3 separate regions of the Gossypium hirsutum genome follow, and regions 1 and 3 are each linked to region 2. The links are chromatin contacts, called in public Hi-C maps. All regions are on one chromosome and are shown on one strand. The core of a region is the stretch at or near the end of the contact, and the rest is flanking DNA. Distances in the headings are between cores, read along the strand shown. Region 1 holds the start of LOC107901022 (fatty-acid-binding protein 2). Region 2 holds the start of LOC107901025 (phosphoinositide phosphatase SAC3). Region 3 holds the start of LOC107901028 (mannosyltransferase APTG1).

Region 1 (2,799 bases), core at 230-2,729, 150 kb after region 2:
AATCAAAAACCATGTGAACAGACAAACATAACACAGAAAGGTAAAAGAGAATGGAATTTGTGAGATAAAAAAACCTTACAAGTTGTCTAATGGTGGTATCAAAGCTGCAGCTAATGATAGCAAAGGAATGTGTCGGAGTGCTTCTGCTTCTCCAAAGAAGCTTCTCATTGCATAACTCGAAATTTTACCAAAAACAAGAGGGGTGGCAAATAGGCCTCTTGAATCAGAGGCAAACCGATATCCGGCAAGATTATTCTTACAAGAAAATATGTGCTTAACCAGAACTGAAGATTCACAACTCCTAGATTCCAAACCACGTTGATTACCAGATGATATATCCCTACTCAACTTCGAAGTTGACATACTAGAGAACCAAAACAGTATAGCCCCTGTAAACTTCGACATACAACTAAAAGCTTCTCGAAATGCGAGACTACCAGGTACATACAAATGTTTAGAATGGTACAAAGAGCTGTCAACAAACGAACTAAACTGCGAAAACAAGTGAGCTCCCAAACCATTAGAAACAAAGGGCTCCATGGGAAAAATATATGGAGACCCTCCTCCATCTAAATCCATGAAAAACAACCAAGTATTCCGCATACTTTGGACTTCAGCTATATGCCCAATCCAGAAACCTTAACCTTTTGTTTTTTTTTTTTTTCTGAACTGAGCAAATTGGGTGGTAAAGTTTACCACCCTTAGAGAAAAAAAGCACCTACAGAGAAAAAAAAATGATGATCCAATTAGAATTCAATTATGATCCATTTAAGAACAAGGAAGCATTTAGTAAATAGAATTACCCTTTGATGAGAAGAAGAATGATAATAGTAAAAACGTACAAAACCTAAGCATAAATAATTGAGAAGCCAAAGGAACCAACAATGTATTTTTGAATAAAAATGACTAAAGCAATTCATTTAACATTCGGTACAATGAATGGTAATTTTTTTCCTTTTTATAATTAATAGAAGTAATCTTTGTTCCTAGAAAATGAATAAAAAAAATATAGCCGTAAAAGAAAGAAGGTAATCAATAGAAGCAATGCTAACTCCAAATTCATCAAATGCAACCGAAAAAAAGAAAGGTAAATAATTCTAAATACATTCTTTAACAGGAAACATCAACAAAATTTTCGAGAAAAAAAAAGTTGAAAACCGCAAAATTTAACAAACTTCTTTTTTTTTTTCTTTCTTTTGGATCAAAAATTTCATAAAAAAGAAAACCGAAAATGCAAAGAAAATGAAACGTGAAGAACGCACCTTAAATGACAAGGAAAGAAAATTGCATGTGGAGATCAAGAGATTCAGATTACGGAGACGGAAATTAGGGTTATTTTTTCCAAAAAAAAAAAATTCTTTCGTTATTTTTTCAAAGAGGTTTTTATTTGATGGGAGAGAGAAAGGAATATGCTGTGTCAAGGGGGGGAAATAGGCAAAAGGTTAAGAAAACGAAGCCACAGTGATTCACAGCTATGGGAAGGACAAAAGTGGAAAACTAATAAAAATATTATTTATTTATTTTGAACTTTTTGGTGACGGTGACGGTTTGGCCCCCACTTTATATTGTAACAAATTCCCACTCAATTAATTAACTAGTGACGGTTCCAATTAACCCTTTATTATTTAAACAAATAAAGTTCACCAATGACGTTTTAGTAGTGTTAGATAATGCAATATTAAAGGTCTTAGGTACGGGTAAATGTTATTATTTTGAGTTTAAATTTTATTATGTATAGATTTCTACAATTTTATTCTGATTTAGGTACGAATATATTTTAATTTTTAGTTTGTCTCTGCTTTGTTCTGATTTCTTGTTTTAGTTCTAATTGATCCGATTTGTATTTGTAATTGAACCTATAATTATATTTGTAAACTCTTTTTCTTTACTTAAATAATATAAAATAATTAAATAAATATTAAAATGGGATAAAGGTAATAATATTTATGAATCTAGGAAGGAGCTACAGTTAAAAATCGGTGCAGCCTTACCTATCAGCGGCACCCGTCTCCCCAACCACCGGTCACATCAAATTTTTAAAAAATAATATTTTTTATGGGTGTGGCCTGGTTAATCGACAGTACCGGACTGAAATGCGATGACCTAAAATATTTAAGGACCTGAAATGTAAATTTTTTATTTTGATTGAAAAAGCTTTAAGGGTACGAACTGACAGCTTGGTGACACCAAACCTCAAATAAGATAATTTGATTCATAAACCCTTCTTATTTATTATTTCTTTTTATTTCCCTTCAACACAAAAAATAGAGAGGCATCTTATCAATTAGTCCAAAATATTTTTTTACTAAAAAGTATTTTTGTAAAAAAGCTTATTCCAACTGGAAATAAATTTTATTTATGTTTCGAAAAATTATTCGAACTGGAATAAAATAATTTGAAAAACATATTTTTCGAAAAATAAATTAACTTTATTTCCAGTTAAAATCGGCTTTTTTTACAAAAAAATACTTTTTAGTAGAAAAAACTTTTTGGGCTAATTGGTAATAGGCCACTCTATTTTTTGTGTTGAAGGGAAATAAAAAGAAAATAAATAAAAAGGGGTTAATAAGCAGTTTACCCTTTTGAAGTTTGGTGCTACCAAGGTTTCAGGCGGCACCCTTAAAGCTTTTCAATCAAAATGGAAAATTTACATATTAGGCCCCTAAATATTTAAGGTCATCACATTTTAGTTCAGTGCCGCCAATTGACCAGGTGACACCTATAAAAAATTATTTTTTTAAAACCTGATGTGACCGGTGGCTGGGGAGAGGGGTGTTGCCGATTGGTCAAGCGACACCG
Region 2 (2,700 bases), core at 89-2,588:
CATTATGACCACGAATTGAACCAATCTGCCTTCTTTTTGTAATAAGCAGCATATAGTAAGGCCCCAAAAATTTAATAAACCCTAAAACATGGAACAATTTTTACGTATTAGATTAACAACATTTGAATAAAATTAATACTCCTAAAACCATAACATAATTTCAACATCCATACCAACAATGCCATAACAAATTGTAACGAATCTCAATCCACCGGTGGATATATTTCCTTCATGTATCCGCCTCAACAACTCAGAGCATTCACTCTCTGTATACGTGGTAGAGTCTTCCCGAATGTTCAGCTCGGAAGGATCAAGCCGGTCTATCTTTAACACTCTCCAATAAGTTCTACTCTTATCCCTTCCAATCATATAAAAGTTCTGTACACAAACACCAAAATAAAAATAAGTTCAACATCAAAACAAATATACTTCAGTAAAATTACATCAAAATCAAGTTGATAACAACGAAAATTAAAGATATCACAATGAGATCAAAGCAAACAAATAAATAATTAAAAAAATTAAAAAACAGAAATGAAAGAAAAAATTACCGATCGAGTTTCGTAGAGTCTGAATTTCTGCATAAATGTAGAAGTTTGAGATTGGGAGGAGCTCCCATGATTGTTAATATTATCGCAGCAATATTTTGCAGCGGAGGATTCCATGGTAAGCTTCTTTTTCCTCACCGTTGTTATTTTTCAATTTCAGGTTCAGATCTCCCCCCCGAGCCCCAGGCTCAGGGAATTTATCAGAAGAGCATGCACTAAAGATGGAACTTTCTCGCTATTTACCTTTGGTTTCCGTTGAGAGAAAAATCCATACCTCAATTCGGAAATTTACCTTATTCTTGCCAAACCACAATCGGTCCTCCTTTGCAAATAATGGAGCTTGGCTGCTTCAAATACAGCATCTTCTTTGCAAATCGAAAGAAGCAACAAGAAAACGGGAAACTCAGGAGACCTGGCTAAGGACGTTTGACCGACCTTTCCTAAACCCCTAACTCCAAGTATCTTCCCCTTCACACCCAAATGTCAAAGCCGAATTTACCCCAAATTCGACATGATTTGTGATCCTTCTCCAATCAGGGCGAAATTACAGAGATCGAAAATAAAATTAAACAAGATTGTATTTATATATCATTTTTACATATAAAAAGGGGAACCTTATCGTTTTTTCTTCTGTGCAGCGGGATAAAAATAAAATTGGAAGTTTATAAAAGAAGGGAAGATCGAGATTTTTTAGAGTTTATTTTTATTTTAGATGAAAAGGTAGCTGCTAGGTTAATATTAGTGATGTAGGAGCTGGGTTTCTTTGTTTTTTTTTTTTTTTTATTTCCTCTTAATCATGATGATGTCGTGTTTAAAACTATATCAAGAAAGGCCTAATTAATTAATTATATTATTCCCCTCTTCCACCCTTGTGCATCCCTCTACTTTTGCTTTCACTCCCTCTACTTCTCACACATTTTAAATTTACTCTTTTCAGCTTTGATTGCGATTACGTGTATTTTCTAAATCCCAATGCATCCAATGTCCAATTTGAAATGTAAACATCTTTATTTTGAATCTAGTTGGTGGTGTGTTTGTACACTAATTACATTCTCTTTTGTTATTTAATAAATTTTAATTTTCCTAAACGTGTTCAACTAGCATTGTAATTCTTAAGTCATATTTGGTAATAGAAAGTTATGAATAATATTTGAGAAAAAAAGTAACTAAAGTTATCAACAAATAATGGTAAGGCACATTGCACCTTTAAAGAGAAAATTTAGGTTCGAACCTTAGAGATGACATTATTAAAAGGATGGATAGTCCTGATTCTTGAATATGGAATATAAAAGTACTTACTCATCTAATTTAAGAGATTTTTTTTCTATCATATCAATTAGACTTCCATTGTTAAATTGAAATAGTTGATTAAATAGTTAAATTTTGAATTTTAAGGCAAAATGATAAATTTAACCCTTAAGTTTTATATTTTTTGTCACTTTTAAAAAACAATTTGGCCCTCAATTTTGTATAAAAAGTTGAATTTGATTATTAATCTTTTAAAGAGAGTTGAATTACTTTTTTTTTAACAAAAATCTTGATTAAAACTTTAAATTTTTGGAATTTTACAATTTTTTTTTAATTTTTTGAATATTTTTAAATTATTTTTTGGAGTGTCAAGTACACGTAAACTATCATGTGAGCTATCACGCTAACATCGTTAAAAGGCTAATGTTTTAATTAGTATTTTTGTTAAAAATATAATTTGACTATTTTAACATTGTTAACGACAAATTTAACTAGAATAATAAGAAGAACTAAATTGACAAATAATGTAAACATTAAGGCTAAATTTATCATGATGCCAATATGTATTATTGTTTTTTTAACTATTATTATTGAAGAAATCTAGGAATACAATCACAAATAATATACATTCCATCCATTAAAATAAAAATAAACTTAATATAAATACAACTAACTTATAATCAAAATTTATCCGAAACTAAATTAGAAAAAAAATTGTAGAATATTTACACAAACTCAAACTTAATTTTTAAATAATTTAAAATTTACCTACGCATAACATTTATACTTAATTATTATAAATTTAGTGTTTTTTTTTTATTTTTGAACAATCTCATTATACATTCTGATCATATCTGTTCTTTTTTATGTAATATGCCTAGAACTACCCATAATCTCTCCCCAA
Region 3 (2,700 bases), core at 181-2,680, 210 kb before region 2:
TATTTTAGAATAAGGTTTTTTAAACCTTATTAAACTCCATCTATTTGATATTGATTAAAATAAGGTGTTTCAATCTTACTACACTTCTATTAGAATATGATTTTACAAGCCTATAAATAGACATAGTCTACTTCTCTTGTAATTATTCGAATTTGACTTAGTGAATTATCTTCTCCTCTACCCGTGATATTTTTCCGAAAGGGTTTTCACGTAAAATTTGTGTGTTCTTTTTTTTCTCTTTTCTTTGTGATACATTTTCATTATCGACGTTCTATTTTTCACAAGATTTCTTTTGGATCTTCACCAATTTTACCACTCTCATGAGCACCAACTGGATTGAAGTAACGCAGTAAAATGATACACTAATATGGTTTAGCCTTCTGAATATCTCTTGCAATTTCTTCAAGGAAAAGTTGGTAAATATAAGGAAAAGTTTATCTATTAAATACAATAAATGTACAATTATTGTGAATTAAGAAAATAAACATTTTGGAACAGACTAGTGTCACATGTCAAAGTTCAAAGCACGTGACCATCGCACCAAATGCATCCAATGGAAGTCTATTGTTTAGATGGGGATCATTTGGCCCGCAAGAACTGGCCCAATTCAGTAAGCTGTTGGAGAAGCCTGTCAGATTGAAGCCTGGTTGGCCCGATAATGAAGATATGATAACTTAGGCTATCTTGATAAGTATGAGAACTAATATTTAAATATTAATAGGGAATGATATCTTGTAAAGATTAGTTTTGATATGATTTGATGTAATCTTGTAAATCTTTAAAATCAAAGGATAGGCTAATCTCGTCTATCGATGTAATTTAATCTTGACCGTCGATTTTGGGAGCTCAACTATAAATAGAGAGCCTCCCCTCATTTGTACTCACTCCATTCATTATTTCATTATTATTTTTTAATAAAAGAATATAGAGAGAATTTACTCAAACACCTCTCGTGCGTTCTTTCTATTGTTATTTTGTGGCTTCTTTTGGCATAAATTGCTTCGCTATACAAATTGGTGCCTTGGAGGAGTTCTAAAAGAATCATCACTTGAGTAAATGCTGACTTAGGCGAGTTTGGACGAACGGATCGCCTAAGGCCGCACGGATCGTGAGATGAAAGGTCTAGTCCCGTGACACTAACACTTACCTTGGTCTGTCCATAAGGATTCATGACCTTCAACTCAAAATCCTCAACACATGGTATTTACTCGGGTTAGCCAGACACAGTTGTGGAGGATAAGAATACCATCTACTTAGTAAACAAAATGTGTGAATATGTATAGCACCAAAGCAAAAGAAGAATAAGGATGCAATCGCATTTTCTAGTAGTGTCCATGTTTACTAACACCTGAAAATTTTGGTGGAATTGAAACAGTACAAGCAAAAATAATTGTAATAAATTCCTTGATTGAATTCTTGGCACTCAACAATCCTCACATTTAGACATATAATAGGGATAAAACGTTTTTGAGGTGATGGTCTCCTTAAGCACCGAATCAGTTATCAATGGAGAGGAGATAGAATAAAAATTACATCATTTCTCTACATAAGTCTAAAATGAAATAATGAAATAAACCTGTAATAGGATAATCTATTGAACCGAACAATTATGATGAGCCACGGAATAAGATTGTAATGGTTATGCCTTTACATTATGGCATTAGTTTTCTTTCATAGAGCTGCTGAGATTCCTTTTTAAGACAATCATATATTAACTAGACAAGAATTAGTGATTAATAATGAAAAATCATTTAGAAAAGAATTACAGATCATAACAAACAAAGGGGAGGTTTTACCATCTTGAACTTTAATTAGGTTGTTGATTCTGTTTGTTCCACTCAGATCCACCTTTTCTTTTGCTGTCCCTGACTATGTAGATTGAAAGGCAGTTTAATGAATCGAACGGGGTGGATATATCTGGGTTTGAATTAGATTGGGTAAACGGGAGAATCACGGTCGAAGGAACTTAGGTTTTTGGATTTGTGATTGGGATAATTAGGGTTTTGATAGGGGGAGATTTTTGACAGATGATGGAAGGTAGGGGTTGAAGTTGGTGAACGAAGGGAGAGGGACTTAAAGAGGGGGAAAAATATATAGACATTAGGAGGGTGGATTGATGGTACTTGAAGGGGAAAATGCAAGGGTATGCATGGGCAGGGAGGAGGTGAGGTGAGGAAAAAGGCACAGCACATGCGCGCAGCCCCTACACGTTCAACGGTGGTTCTGAGTGGTGATGGTGGTGCTTTTGCCTCTGTTCTTCCTTTAATGTTAATTCCTTTCCAAAGGTATAACTTTCTAAAGCAATTTTTCTTAATTAGGTTAGATTAGATTAGATTTTTCTTTGTTTTCTAGGTTTTCCTTTTTGTTTGATTGTTGGTATATTTTATCAGTGATTTGGTGAGAGGGGCTTTATCTGATTGATTTTGGGAAATAAAAAGGTTTGATTTTGCTTGGTAAGTTGTGTCGGTTTTCATAGGTGGTATCTGTTTTCCCTTGGTTTAAAATTTTGATATCCAATGAAACATTCAGTATTGCAGTCGCAGCTGAAGAGCATAAAAATGAGACAGAGAAAGAATGGTTCTTCAATTAAGCATCCAAATCTGTCTGATGCTGAAGCAAAACCACAAAAGAAATCTCCATATTCTTCAAAGGATGTATTCTTGACTTGTTTGGGATTTCGAATGCTGAATGCGTTGTTGA

What was found. A called contact is a pair of places that touch in the nucleus more often than the background predicts.
Region 1: a Hi-C map of leaf shows a contact between it and region 2, with 2.6 times the contacts expected there. The contact joins the promoter of LOC107901022 here to the promoter of LOC107901025 in region 2. A contact is called at or near these places in 10 of 34 Hi-C or Micro-C datasets (anther, callus, hypocotyl and 1 more).
Region 3: a Hi-C map of leaf shows a contact between it and region 2, with 2.7 times the contacts expected there. The contact joins the promoter of LOC107901028 here to the promoter of LOC107901025 in region 2. A contact is called at or near these places in 6 of 34 Hi-C or Micro-C datasets (hypocotyl, leaf and petal).

The regions. Positions count from the first base shown.
Region 1 is chrD06:15,936,358-15,939,156 of Gossypium_hirsutum_v2.1, forward strand. LOC107901022 (fatty-acid-binding protein 2) reads right to left here and starts at 1,480. Exons shown (of 11, transcript XM_016826838.2): 1 at 1,263-1,480; 2 at 80-718. The coding sequence starts at 603.
Region 2 is chrD06:15,789,229-15,791,928 of Gossypium_hirsutum_v2.1, forward strand. LOC107901025 (phosphoinositide phosphatase SAC3) reads right to left here and starts at 1,339. Exons shown (of 16, transcript XM_016826843.2): 1 at 552-1,339; 2 at 174-378; 3 at 1-81. The coding sequence starts at 665.
Region 3 is chrD06:15,576,292-15,578,991 of Gossypium_hirsutum_v2.1, forward strand. It overlaps LOC107901028 (mannosyltransferase APTG1), which reads left to right and starts at 1,431. Exons shown (of 10, transcript XM_016826850.2): 1 at 1,431-2,285; 2 at 2,530-2,700. The coding sequence starts at 2,559.